Linked DNA regions of Danio rerio: region 1 is linked to region 2. The links are chromatin contacts, called in public Hi-C maps. All regions are on one chromosome and are shown on one strand. The core of a region is the stretch at or near the end of the contact, and the rest is flanking DNA. Distances in the headings are between cores, read along the strand shown.

The links. Hi-C and Micro-C count contacts between places; a contact is called where the count stands out from the background.
Region 1: a Hi-C map of embryo shows a contact between it and region 2, with 1.8 times the contacts expected there. The contact joins two enhancer-like sites. A contact is called at or near these places in 4 of 18 Hi-C or Micro-C datasets (caudal fin, embryo, hematopoietic stem cells and 1 more).

Annotation. Positions count from the first base shown.
Region 1 is chr15:24,678,116-24,684,001 of GRCz12tu, reverse strand. It overlaps si:ch211-286b4.4, which reads left to right. Exons shown (of 105, transcript XM_073923669.1): 44 at 1-53; 45 at 1,923-2,089; 46 at 2,280-2,513; 47 at 2,589-2,776; 48 at 4,580-4,688; 49 at 4,767-4,917; 50 at 4,991-5,130; 51 at 5,211-5,360. Among named protein-coding and RNA genes, the nearest start is that of si:ch211-286b4.4, 47 kb to the left of the region's middle. Within about 2 kb of position 2,646, at least 3 of the 62 cell types and tissues checked have an H3K27ac peak or open chromatin away from gene starts, as enhancers often do.
Region 2 is chr15:24,595,440-24,601,888 of GRCz12tu, reverse strand. It overlaps a transcript of scn3b not described here. Among named protein-coding and RNA genes, the nearest start is that of scn3b, 15 kb to the left of the region's middle. Within about 2 kb of position 5,113, at least 3 of the 62 cell types and tissues checked have an H3K27ac peak or open chromatin away from gene starts, as enhancers often do.

The DNA of each region.
Region 1 (5,886 bases), core at 1,397-3,896, 85 kb before region 2:
GGCTCCATCAGCAGCAGAGAGGGACAGAACAGCTGCAGTCTCTGTCCCCAAGGGTACATATACTTTCACAGTATATACAGTACATGACCGTGCTTAACATTTAAAATAAGACTGTTTCACATTGCCTGTATAGTTTGAAACTGGTAACTGCTGTGGTTTGCATGACAATCAAGAGCACATCTGTGTGAGTTTAGCTAAACTGGAACTTAATTTATATGAGTGTAAAATCACAATGGCGGCAAGGGAATGAATGGCTCACAATTAGAAAAGAGTCTGTTTGCTAGCCTTCCTGCTACACACATAGTGTTGTGGATATACAGTTGAAGTCAGAATTATCAGCCCCCCAGAATTATTAGTTTCCCTGTTTATTTTTTTCCCCAATTTAATAATAACGGAGAGAAGATTTTTTTCAACACCTTTCTAAACATAATAGTTTTAATAACTCATCTCTAATAACTGATTTGTTTTATCTTTGCCATGATTACAGTAAATAATATTTGACTAGATATTTTTCAAGACACTTCTATACAGCTTAAAGTGACATTTAAAGGCTTAATTAGGTCAATTAGGTTAACTAGGCAGGTTAGGGTAATTAGGCAAGTTATTGTATAACCATGGTTTGTTCTGTAGACTATCGAAAAAGAACTAGCTTGAAAGGGCTAATAATTTTAACCTTTAAAATGGTTATTAACCTTATAAACCTTATATAATATAATCTTATAAAAATGGTTCAAAACTGCTTTTCTTCTGGTCAAAATAAAACATATAAGACTTTCTCCTGAAGGAAAAATATTATCAGACATACTGTGAAAATTTATTTGCCCTGTTAAACATAATTTGGGAAATATTTAAATAAGAAAAACAAATTTAAAGTAGGGCTAATAATTCTGACTTCAACTGTGTAAGCACACTAAATTAAAAATAAAACACACAGAGTGCAGCTAGGGTCAGCCTTCTCTCAAAAAATCTTTACTGACCAGGCGTCTCCTTTATAAAACTGCGCAGAAACTTTCTTAAACGTGAACATATGCCAGAATAAATCTTTAGTTATTTAATAATGATTATGGCTTATATGATGAATTAAAGTGGCTCAATTAAGTCAATATCTAAGTTAGGTTATGTTTACTCAGAGCTTACTTACTTTATAGATCACAACCTTTGCGTGGGGAAGTGGCATACTCATGTTTCCACCCTCATTTTGTGCGTATGTCGTGTATATAAATTAGTTTTTGGCTCTCAGGGATTATGAAAACTTGATACTGCATTTCATGCTATTTGTTCAAAGTGACCCACTGTTGCCCTTCCTACGCAATCTTTAAATCTGTCCAATCATGTGTTGTTGTTACATGACTGATTAATGTGCTTGATCTTAAAAAAGAGACATTGTTCCCAATGGCTTCTATGCTCATAATACGAGACAGAGTGAAACTTGGTCTTCATTTAAACTCAGTTGAATGAGTTCTTAAGTGAACAAGTGTCATTCACTGCTCTTCACTTAATAACTATCACTGTATATTTAGATCATACTGTGATGTAGACCAAGCAGCATTTTATTTTTACATGTAATTGCTGGAGTCGATGTCTGTATAGCGCATTATTATTTTTAATAAGTTATATTATAAAATTAGTTTTAATTTTTTTATTCTGTTTTTCTAATGTTCGTTTTTTGATTATTGACAACAAATCTGCTTATTAAGGGGTTGTTAATCATTTTGTGTTTATGCCCACCTAAACCTTTGCTTAAGGCCCTCAGAAGTCTAGAATGTCACTGCAAACACAATATATTACCAATGTTTTGCTTTCTGCCATGCTGTGTGTACATTTGTGATGAGATGAGTGCAAATGAACCATAGTTTGATGAAATCAAGTGAGTGTGAAACTAACATTATTGTGTTTTTAAAATTATGCCTTTTCACTTAAAGTTACTACTGTCCTGCCAATGGTTCATCATCGGAGGGCATTGAATGCCCAATGGGCCATTACTGCCCTATGGGCACTCATCTACAGAATCAGCACCCCTGTCCAGCAGGGACTATTAATCCCCATATGAGGATGGCCAGCCGTGAAGACTGTTTACCCTGCCCTTCAGGTACCATTTCTACAGTCGACTGAACTCCTATCGAGTCATTTCTCAGAGTTACGCATCTCTTATTCTCAGAGGGTGATGCTGCCCTACTTTCTCTCAGCATTGGAGTCACACCATTTTCAGCTACTGCCTCTTGTGCTTTCAGCATCTGTCAAAACTTAGAGAAATATCCAACAAACTCTCCTCCTGGCAGGTTTCTTCTGTGAGTCTGCTGGACGGAGTGCTGTGTCTGGACCATGTGCAGCTGGACACTTTTGTCTATCTGGAGCCACGTCCCCTACACCTGTGAATGCAGGAGCAGGTGGTGAATGTCCTCGAGGACACTATTGTCCTGTAGGGTCTTCGTCCCCGGAGCCATGTCCACTTGGCCACTTTAGCAACAGCAGCAGAAACACTAAGCTGTCTGACTGTCTGCTTTGCCCTCCAGGTCAGTGCTGTTCTTTAGGCACTTCAGACGCTGTATTTGGCCTGTGCTCATTTGTGCATTTTTTTCTTTTTGTAGGATTTGCTTGCTCCAGCAGGGGGCTCTCTTCTCCTTCTCATGTTTGTCAGATGGGCTACTTTTGTCCACAGGGTCAAAATTCCAGCCAGCCTGCCAACTACATTTGCTCATCAGGGTATATGTGTCCACCTGGCAGTCCTGTCCAGTTCCCTTGTCCAGTTGGGACTTACCAGAACCTCCATGGGCAGGTTAGCTCAGAGACAGGCTTGGTTGTAGATAGAAATGTGTTACTTAATTACTAATGTTAATTACTAGTGTTACTAATTAATTTATATAAAGATTAAATATAATAAAAAATAAGTATTATTTATTTTAATAGCATTTATTTTGTGAGTTGAAATAAAGAATAAATAAAATAAAGTATCAATATAGATATTAGATTAACTTAAAAAAAAATACAAAAAGTACAAAATGTTATAGCAAAAATTACTAAAACTAAAACTTAAACTTAAAGTAAAAATAAAACTCAAATAAAAATAAAGCTTACTCAAAAGATTAATAAACAATCAAAAAATTGACAAATAAAATTAAAATTTCACGACATTTATATGATCAATAACAGTAATTTGTGTTGGAGATGGTTTATGGAAATCACTTTTTGACTAGTTTTTAATTAAAATTACATACTAATATTTGGTATTATACTAATATGTCATTGGTAGATATCCCAAAAATTTTCAATTTACTCTTTTCAATGACAAATTAAGCAACTTTAATGTGTTCTGTATTGACCTTATTCTGCAATGTGGAAATGCGCACATGTTTGAGATTGTTAAGAAGGTCCGATTCAGTCACCTATGGTAGAAATTACTAGTAATAATAAATGGCACAAATCTTTCAAACTATTTGCTTTACAAACAAGTGTGTTCATGACTATAGATAAACATATATATATATACACATATATACTATAATATAATGAGGTGGTGCAGTGGGTAGCGATGTCGCCTCACAGCAAGATGGTCACTGGTTCGAGCCTCGGCTGGGTCAGTTTGCATTTCTGTGTGGAGTTTGGATGATTTCCCCGTGTTCGCGTGGGTTTCCTCTGGGTGCTCCAGTTTCCCCCACAAATCCAAAGACATGTGATATAGGTGAATTGGGTAAGCTAAATTGGCCATAGTGGATGTATGTGAATAAAGTTGTATAGATGTTCCATGCACTGGGTTGCAGCTAGAAGGGTGTTCGCTGCGTAAAATATATGCTGGATTAGTTGCCGGTTCATTCCGCTGTGGCGACTCTTGATCAATAAAGGGACTAAGCCAAAAAGAAAATGAATGAATAAATGTTCATTGTACAAAAGATCAGTATCAAAAGAGAACAAAGTGAAACAAATTATAGAGATCTCGGACGAGCCCCCAATTGTGTCACAGCCATAATTTAAATATGACTCGTGATCATAACATAATGTAACGTAAATAAACAACGCCCAAAGTGCTCCAACTAAATTATTCAATAACATAACATAACCAAGCAAAACAATCCAACATGACAAGAGAGGCTAACAACATAATAAATAACAACCAAACAAACCTAAAGCAGGTTGGAACTCTCCACTCCAAACAAATACCAAAAGTAAAGTATAAAGGAGAACACAACAATAAAGCCGTCAAAAACTGGTGGAATGAGGAATCGAGAGAAGTCTGCTTTCGTCTATTTTAAAGGCCTGACGCCACCAAATCAACCCATAGATAACTGAAAAGGGAAAAAGACAAACAAGATTAATTGCAAGTAATAATTGTGGGCAGGAGTGAAGGCCACAAGCAACAAATATAATACGAAAATCTCAACATAAAAAAGCAACAATAACAAGCTGTTTTAATGTCTAAAAATCAATGTAGCTGAATGAGAATGGAAGTCTCGAATCAAAAAGATTCCAATGGCTGTGTCTGCTCATACATGAAGAATAAGGTCAATAGAACAAAAAGAAAAACAGAAATGTAAAAAGCACCACAAGCCTAAATATTAAAACTGTATCTGCTTTATGTCCACAGGCAGAATGTTTGCTGTGCCCAGCTGGATATTTTTGTGCTGCTTCAGACACAGTAACAGGAGGAACTTCTATACCTGTGCCCTGTCCTGCAGGATATTACTGCCCTCCAGGTACTGACAAAACCACTGAGTGTCAGATCAAGACACCACAACGCTTCTTCAATCTATACTTGCTTTTATTTTAAACAGGCTCAGACTCTGGCATGCACTTCCCCTGCCCTGTGGGCACTTTTAATGGTCAGCCGGGCCTGTCCAGCAAGGATCAGTGTGTCCCCTGCCCTCCTGGTAAATACTGTAGCTCCTCTGGCCTGGACGCCCCTACAGGCAACTGTTCTCCAGGGTGAGTGGACTTATTAATGTCCTGTCAAATAATACAGGCCTGTCTCCTCATGCTCATCTCTGGGATTTTGCAGTTATGTGTGTACCCAGGGTGCCTCGCTCTCAGAGCCAGTTGGAGATTCAACGGGAGGCAGATGCACACCTGGCTTCTTTTGCCCAGCGGGTGCCAGCCATATGGAGCCCTGCCCTCTGGGCACATTCGGCTCATTAGAAGGTCTTATTCCAGCAGATGTAGCATGCTCGTGCTGTTAAATATGGATGATTGAAACTAGCATTGTGTGTGTTTTTGAATAGGAGCAGCATCTGTAGAGATGTGTCAGTCGTGCACTCCGGGACATTACTGTGCTGAATCTGGCCTCACTTCACCCTCTGGGCCCTGCAGTCCAGGATACTACTGTGTTCAAGGATCACACACACCTGCACCGCAGTACTACAACAACACAGGTTATTTTCTTCACTCACTACAGTGTAATGAATCTAAACATTGTAACCAGGGTGGTGATATTAGCATCTGTCAAACTTTATTTGCATTACATCATTAAAAAGTTATTATAATTAAAAAAGTATTGATATTAACATGGGCATCACAGTGGGGCAATGGGTAGCACAATCACCTTACAGCAAGAAGGTTGCTGGTTTGAGCCATGGCTGGGTCAGTTGGCATTTCTGTGTGAAGTTTGCATGTTCTCCCCATGTTTACGTGGGTTTCTTCCGGATGCTCCAGTTTCCCCCACAGTCCAAAGACATGAGGTATAGGTGAATTTGGTAAGCTAAATTGTCCATAGTGTATGTGTGTGAATAAGTGTGTATTGATATCTGATATTGTTGAAGCTGGAAGGGCATCTTCTGCATAAATCATATGCTGGATAAGTTGCCGGTTCATTCCGCTGTGGTGACCCCTGATTAATAAAGGGACTAAGCCGAAAAGAAATTGCATGTATGAATGAATGAATGAATGAAATTAACATTT
Region 2 (6,449 bases), core at 3,864-6,363:
ATCATTTCCTTCTTCTTTCTTTTTTGAATTCTGTGCAGTTTCCTGCAATGTTATCTGATATGCTTAACCAGAACTGGAGTGATTTGTAATTTGAGGTGGACTTTTTTTGTTAGGAGAGATTGCTTAACATCCTCCTACGATGGAGCACAGAGTAGATTGTCCAAGAAATATGGTTTAAATGGCGTGGAAGTGCATTTATTACTGCAATTATAAAAGCTGCACTAATTCTTAACTGAAATAATGTGTGTGCATAACATAATGCAACGGATATGATGCAAAAATTAGAGACCCCTTTAGAGATTCTCTGTTTTTCTGGTTTACTGGATTTGTTTGGTATGTGTTTGAGTAATTTGTTTACATTTGTCTTATTATACAAAGGTCTGAAAACACTTTTTTTAAAGCTAGCTTTTTTAAATATAAATAACAGCTGGTCAGGATAACAAAGGTTCTCACTTGTTCCTATGCTACAAATACACCAAGTATTATTTGCTTAACTCTTCTGATGGTTAGAATTTGAAAACCATACTGACTAGGTAGTATATACATTCCACTCACTGGCCACTTTATTAGGTACACCTTACCAGCACTGTGTTGAGCAAACTTTTGCCTTCAGAACTGCCTTAATCCTTCGTGGCATAGATTCAACAAGGTACTGGAAATATTCCTAAAAATTTTTGGTCCATATTCACATGATAGTATCGTAGAGTTGCTGCAGGTTTGTCGGCTGCACATCCGTGATGCAAATTCTGACCCTACCATCCGAATGTTGCAGCAGAAATCGAGACTCATCAGACCAGGCAACGTTTTTCCAATCTTCTATTATCCAATTTTGGTGAGTCTGTGCGAATTGTAGCCTCAGTTTCCTGTTCTTAGCTGACAGGAGTGGCACCCGGTGTGGTCTTTTGCTGCTGTAGCCCATCTGACTCAAGGTTCAACGTGTTACGCATTCAGAAATGCTCTTCTGCATACAACGGTTGTAATGGGTGATTATTTGAGTTACTGTTGCCTTTCTATCAGCTCGAACCAGTCTGGCCATTCTCCTCTGACCTCTGGCATCAACGAGACATTTGCCCCCATGGATATTTTCTCTTTTTTGGACCATCAGCAGTTTATGAAATACTCAGACCAGTCCGTCTGGCACCAACAACCATGCCATGTCCAAAGTCACTTAAATCACCTCTCTTCTCTATTCTGACTCTCATTTTTAACTGAAGCTGATCGACTTGACTATGTCTACATGTCTAAATGCATTGAATGGCTGCCATGTGATCGGCTGATTAGAAATTTGCGTTAATGAGCAGTTGGACAGGTGTTTCTAATAAAGCGGCCAGTGAGTACACACACACACACGCACGCACGCACGCACGCACGCACACACACACACACACATATATATATATATTGTGTTATCATTACATTACATTTATTAAGTAATTTGATTACTGCACTGTTCCTTAAATAATTTTAAAGTATGTCATCAAATGCAAATGATTTTTCTACATACACCTGGCTTTTTGGTATACACACAAATCTGAAATAAAAGTTCAGTTGCAATGATTTATTTTATTTTATTTTATTTTTGGTACAAATCTGCCAGCTAATCAAACCTAAAAACCTCTCTTTTCCAGGTACTGACAACTTTTATTAACCGGTTTATAAAGAGCAGGCTCTTATCCTGCCCTCCAAAATCTCTCCAAGAGCTGCTCTGAGAAACCAGGAAACCTGCCAAATCAAATCCCTGTTGTCTTGATAATGTGACGTGTGGAAGAAACTCTGGACTGGTTCATTATCTTGCGCTGTCTCAGCGGAGGTTAATCTCAGACTGACTAGGATTTTTATGTGTCTGTCCTCAACTCTCGCCTTAGCAGAGACACAAGAGCTGAAGAGCTATCATACTGCCTACACACGCACTTTTCTAAATCACTGTCATCACGATTCCCACCTGAGCCTTTCCCTCTTTGTTATACGCTGTTCTTACTCTTTTGATAGAATTAGACGAAACTTGGTTTTTATTGTCGTGTTTTCTATACAAGGATTCTCAATATAGTATTTTGTGTTATTTATTTGAAAAGATGCTTAAAGTCAATCAGCTATTTGCAACTTTGCGATTAATAATAAGTGAAACTGTGGTATGTAAATGAGGAAATATTGTGTACAGTTGCGAATGGTTTTTGTGCGATTGAATGCATGGGCCAGATTTACTAACAGCGCAATGATTTTGTTGACATTAAAGGGATATTTTCACTCAAAATGATATATATATATATATATATATATATATATATATATATATATATATATATATATATATATATTACACACACACACACACACACACAACAGTTTTGTCTGGTTCTTGACTCTGATTGGCTGATAGCCGATTACTCCGCCGACATACAGCAACAAAAAGAGGACACTCTACAGTTTTACAAACATTTCTGCTGTTAGACAACATAATGTACTTTTTAGTGCCTATTTCTAATTATTTATAATTTCTAAGATATAGTGCATTAGCGGCCATTAGCCTGTCATTGAGCAAAGACAGTTGACGATGTTTATGCACAAGATGGTGACAGAGACCGCATAATAAGCCCTAAGAGAAAACATTGTAATTTCAAACTACAGCTGATCAAATTACTATTAAAAGAAGTAGAAATAAGACAAGCAATGCAACTCAGTTTCCTCCGCGATCCTGCTTTCTAGCCGAAACGCCTGTCAGAATATGAGTGCTGTGAGCATGTTAAGAGAGGGTCTGTTCAAATAAAATAACAATTCCCAATGAATTGGGAATTCCCAACTAATTTACAAACTGCAATTATTTAATGTAAATAAAAATAGTGACAAGATAAGATTGATTGATTGTGAATAAATGAACAAAAAAAAAAAAATTGACAATACAATTGACAATAAAAATCAAGCTTAAAATCTTTGTGACCAGCCTGACTGCTAATTATACCATCATTTAACCGCCCCAAAAAATGCAAGGGTGGGGTGGGTACACATTTTATGCCTAACATGTTGGATTCATTGCTGTAGCTGCTGGAAGAATACTTAGAACAGAAAGCATGTGTTGTAGAGAGACTTACAGTACAATCTATTACTTGGATTATGGGAAAATACATAATTCTAACATATTGATTACCAAACCACATAATATTTCATGTGAGCTGCTTTTGGTCTAAGTTCTATAATTTTCCTATCATTAGTGGAAGCATCTGCAGAAAGCTTCTCTGTTTAGTAAATGTGGCCCATGGTGTCATTGCATTTGCAGAAAGGTTGCATTTTGAACGATCTTGCAGCAATGATATAATTATGACATTCTTTGACTGGATTCGACAGCAGTTTTATCCACATTGCAGCCTTTTGTTTTTGTTCAGCGATATTCAGATCTATATATACATTTTTAAAATATTTTTTTTCATTTCAGATAGACTGATATGTTGACAGTACCAACAAAATCTAATTATTTGTTAGAATAACAACTGACTACATGTTCGTGTTTACTTTATTCTACTGTTGCTTTTATGAATTTCTAGAGTGGGATTTTATAATCTTTTTCTCCAGTGGTGCAGGCTTGTCTCACTGTTAACTTAGCCTTTTGCACTGTTTTATATAGGTCATTGCCAGCTTGCTCTACCCTGTTATGATGGAGCTGATCATCACTTGTCAAAGCTTGTCTTGTATAATAAACCAGACAATGCATTCAAAATACAAAAGATTGACTTCGTGTTAATCTTGGCTATACACTTGAAATTGGTTAGACTTCACAAACATGTAATAACTACCAACATGTACTTATATAAGTAGGGTTAAGTAGCCTACTTTTTAGGATAACACTGTATAATAAAGTGTTGCCTTATACATGCAGTCACTAAATAGTTTGCATACAATTAGATAATAAATATTTAATACTCCAAATAAGCAAAGCTGTTTTATCAGCAAGTGGTCTTTGTCTCCCTCTGTAGTTCATGCTCTGTAACTACTGCACGACACTTGACACTGTAAGTGAACTCGATGGGTACTCTTTTTTTTTCATTTTTTTTTTTAAATAAACAGACTTTTCAGGTACCATTGTTGAGAATTTGATATTCACAATAATTTTTGGTTTCGAAAAATTAAGGCAAAATCTGTCAAAACGTAAATAAATTGATAGTCACAAATTCATAACACCGTCTATGGGCTACGTAGGGGAGAGTGGGGATAAAAGTAACATTATTCATTAAAACCTGATTTTAAAAGATAATGTTTTAGCAGAAATATATTTTTGCTGTGGTTACTGACTCACAAGAGTGGTCTATCAAAATCAGGTGTTATTTTGTAGAACAACTCCATATAACTTTAACCAAAAGTTTTGACTTTTGACTCCATACGCAGGGTCAAAAGTAACACACGGGTGGGTCAAAAGTAACACAACGGTAATACAGTAGATTTACTGGCTTAATCTTGTTTATTTTAAATATATCTGACCGTGACCTTGTTAATATCAACTGCAAACAAGTCCTTTATTTTTGCAAAAATATTAAACTGCGTTTTCATTTTAAATTACAGTTCCAACAATGCAAATAGTTACAATTGTATATAATTTTTAAATATTTGTTTTATTATTTGGCAATATGCATGATTTTTTTAAACATCTGAATTACTGCAAACTCTAATGTGGAAGGGAAAAATAAGGTCCCGAAATAAACTTATTTTTGGCAGTTGCAACAAGGGTTGCATTCTGAATGCGCTGGAAAGAAAATGTTGTAAGGGCTTCGAGAAAATCGCTTTGTTGCTTTCGTCCCGCGTTAAATTCGTCCCCGCTCACCCCTATTTATTAATACAAACCCAGCATAGTTATAAAAAAGAAGGCTAAAAAATAGCCTATTTTAAAGTTAGGAGTAAATAATAGTGTATAGTTTATTTCAACTTCCCAAGTTTCCAAATAGGCTACTTTTTTGCTATGAGTTGTTTGACCACAAGAGTGCAGTGCTTTAGCTTAATTTGGATTGCAGCAAACATAAACACTGCAGGTAAGACTTCTCTCACAATGCCATTCGTAGTGTTAAACGACGCGTTTAGGGGATCTACAGACAGCTTTTGTTTTGTGGGGTCGTGGTCCTACCATTTCGCATTTAACGAAAAATCCATCCGACAGACCTTTCCATTCATTGCTACAGAGACAGAGTCCGCTCTAAGCCTCGGGGCTGACATTTGTAAAGTGGTCCCGGGAGACAACATCTGAAAACAAATGAATGTTGGGTTATTTTCTAGTCCTGCAGGCTTCTCTCACCTCAGCGCTGTATATTTTGATCCACCTGCCTGTATCAACATCACCAATGTGTCCTTCTGGGCTTATGACAGTACTTGCAGGAGTGCTATGCTTCTCTTTTATTAAAAAGGACTCTTTGTTTTGTCTGGTAATTGCCTCTCAAAGTTCAGAGATTAGAGACAGAAGAAAGGCAAATACAGGCCGCTGATTAAAGTGCTCTGAGAACATCCCTTACAAAGCGCAAGTCCCCGCTGAACTCATTTTAGGACGAAAGAAAGAGTGTATTTTTCTCAACTCAAGAGATCAGTAAGATTGAATAATGGCAGAGAATAAGAAAGAGGAAGAATGCTATTAAATTTATGGCTTAAAAATTGAGAAGATCTCTCTCATGACAAAAATCATCAGAGGGGGGGGGGGCGTCGATGATCTGATGCACAGCAGGCCACCGAGAGAAAAAAAAACTGCTGGTGCCTTGAGGAACTCTAGCGTATTAAAGCGCATTAATGTTATCAGGACGTAGGTATTTTCTATTCCTATTTTCAAATTTTTGTCTAGGCAATAAGTCTCCACTGTAATTGAAACTGGTGCCACATTCATGTTGTACCAGGCCTTGTAATCCTGTAGTCTTTTGATATCACTTTCACTTTGCGAACTTGTTTAATAGAAATAATATATTTTTTTAGTATTAATTAATAATGTTATGTTGCTATAAGGTGATCATTCATTTTAGTATAGAAATATTCTAACTTCATATTTCTGGCTTTATGTTTGAAAAACGTTTTTGTGGTAGAATAAAGGGACCCAGGTGTTTGCTATAGCCCCAGGGCCCAGTGTGTTCTTAATCTGGCCAATTAAAGTTAACAATTCAATTAAAAATTTCTCTTCAAATCTGCAAGTGTATGTTTCACCAACTATGAGATATCAACAACATCTCACAATTCGAGAGGGGTCTGGGTGCAGACTTTGTTGCAGTTGCAAGGTGAGCTGCATGCAATGCTTTCAATGCCTACACCTAACCCCGCCCCTAACCCTACCCTTCATTTTGAGGTAACTAGCACCATTGAGTGATTGTGTCTGACATTGCAAGTCTGAGATGAGAAGTCTCAGCTTGCAAATTCAAGTCTCGTCCAGATTAGGCTGTTTTCAAGGTATACTGCGGTTTGGATTTTAAAACTGCCAAAAGTTTCTGCTATACCAT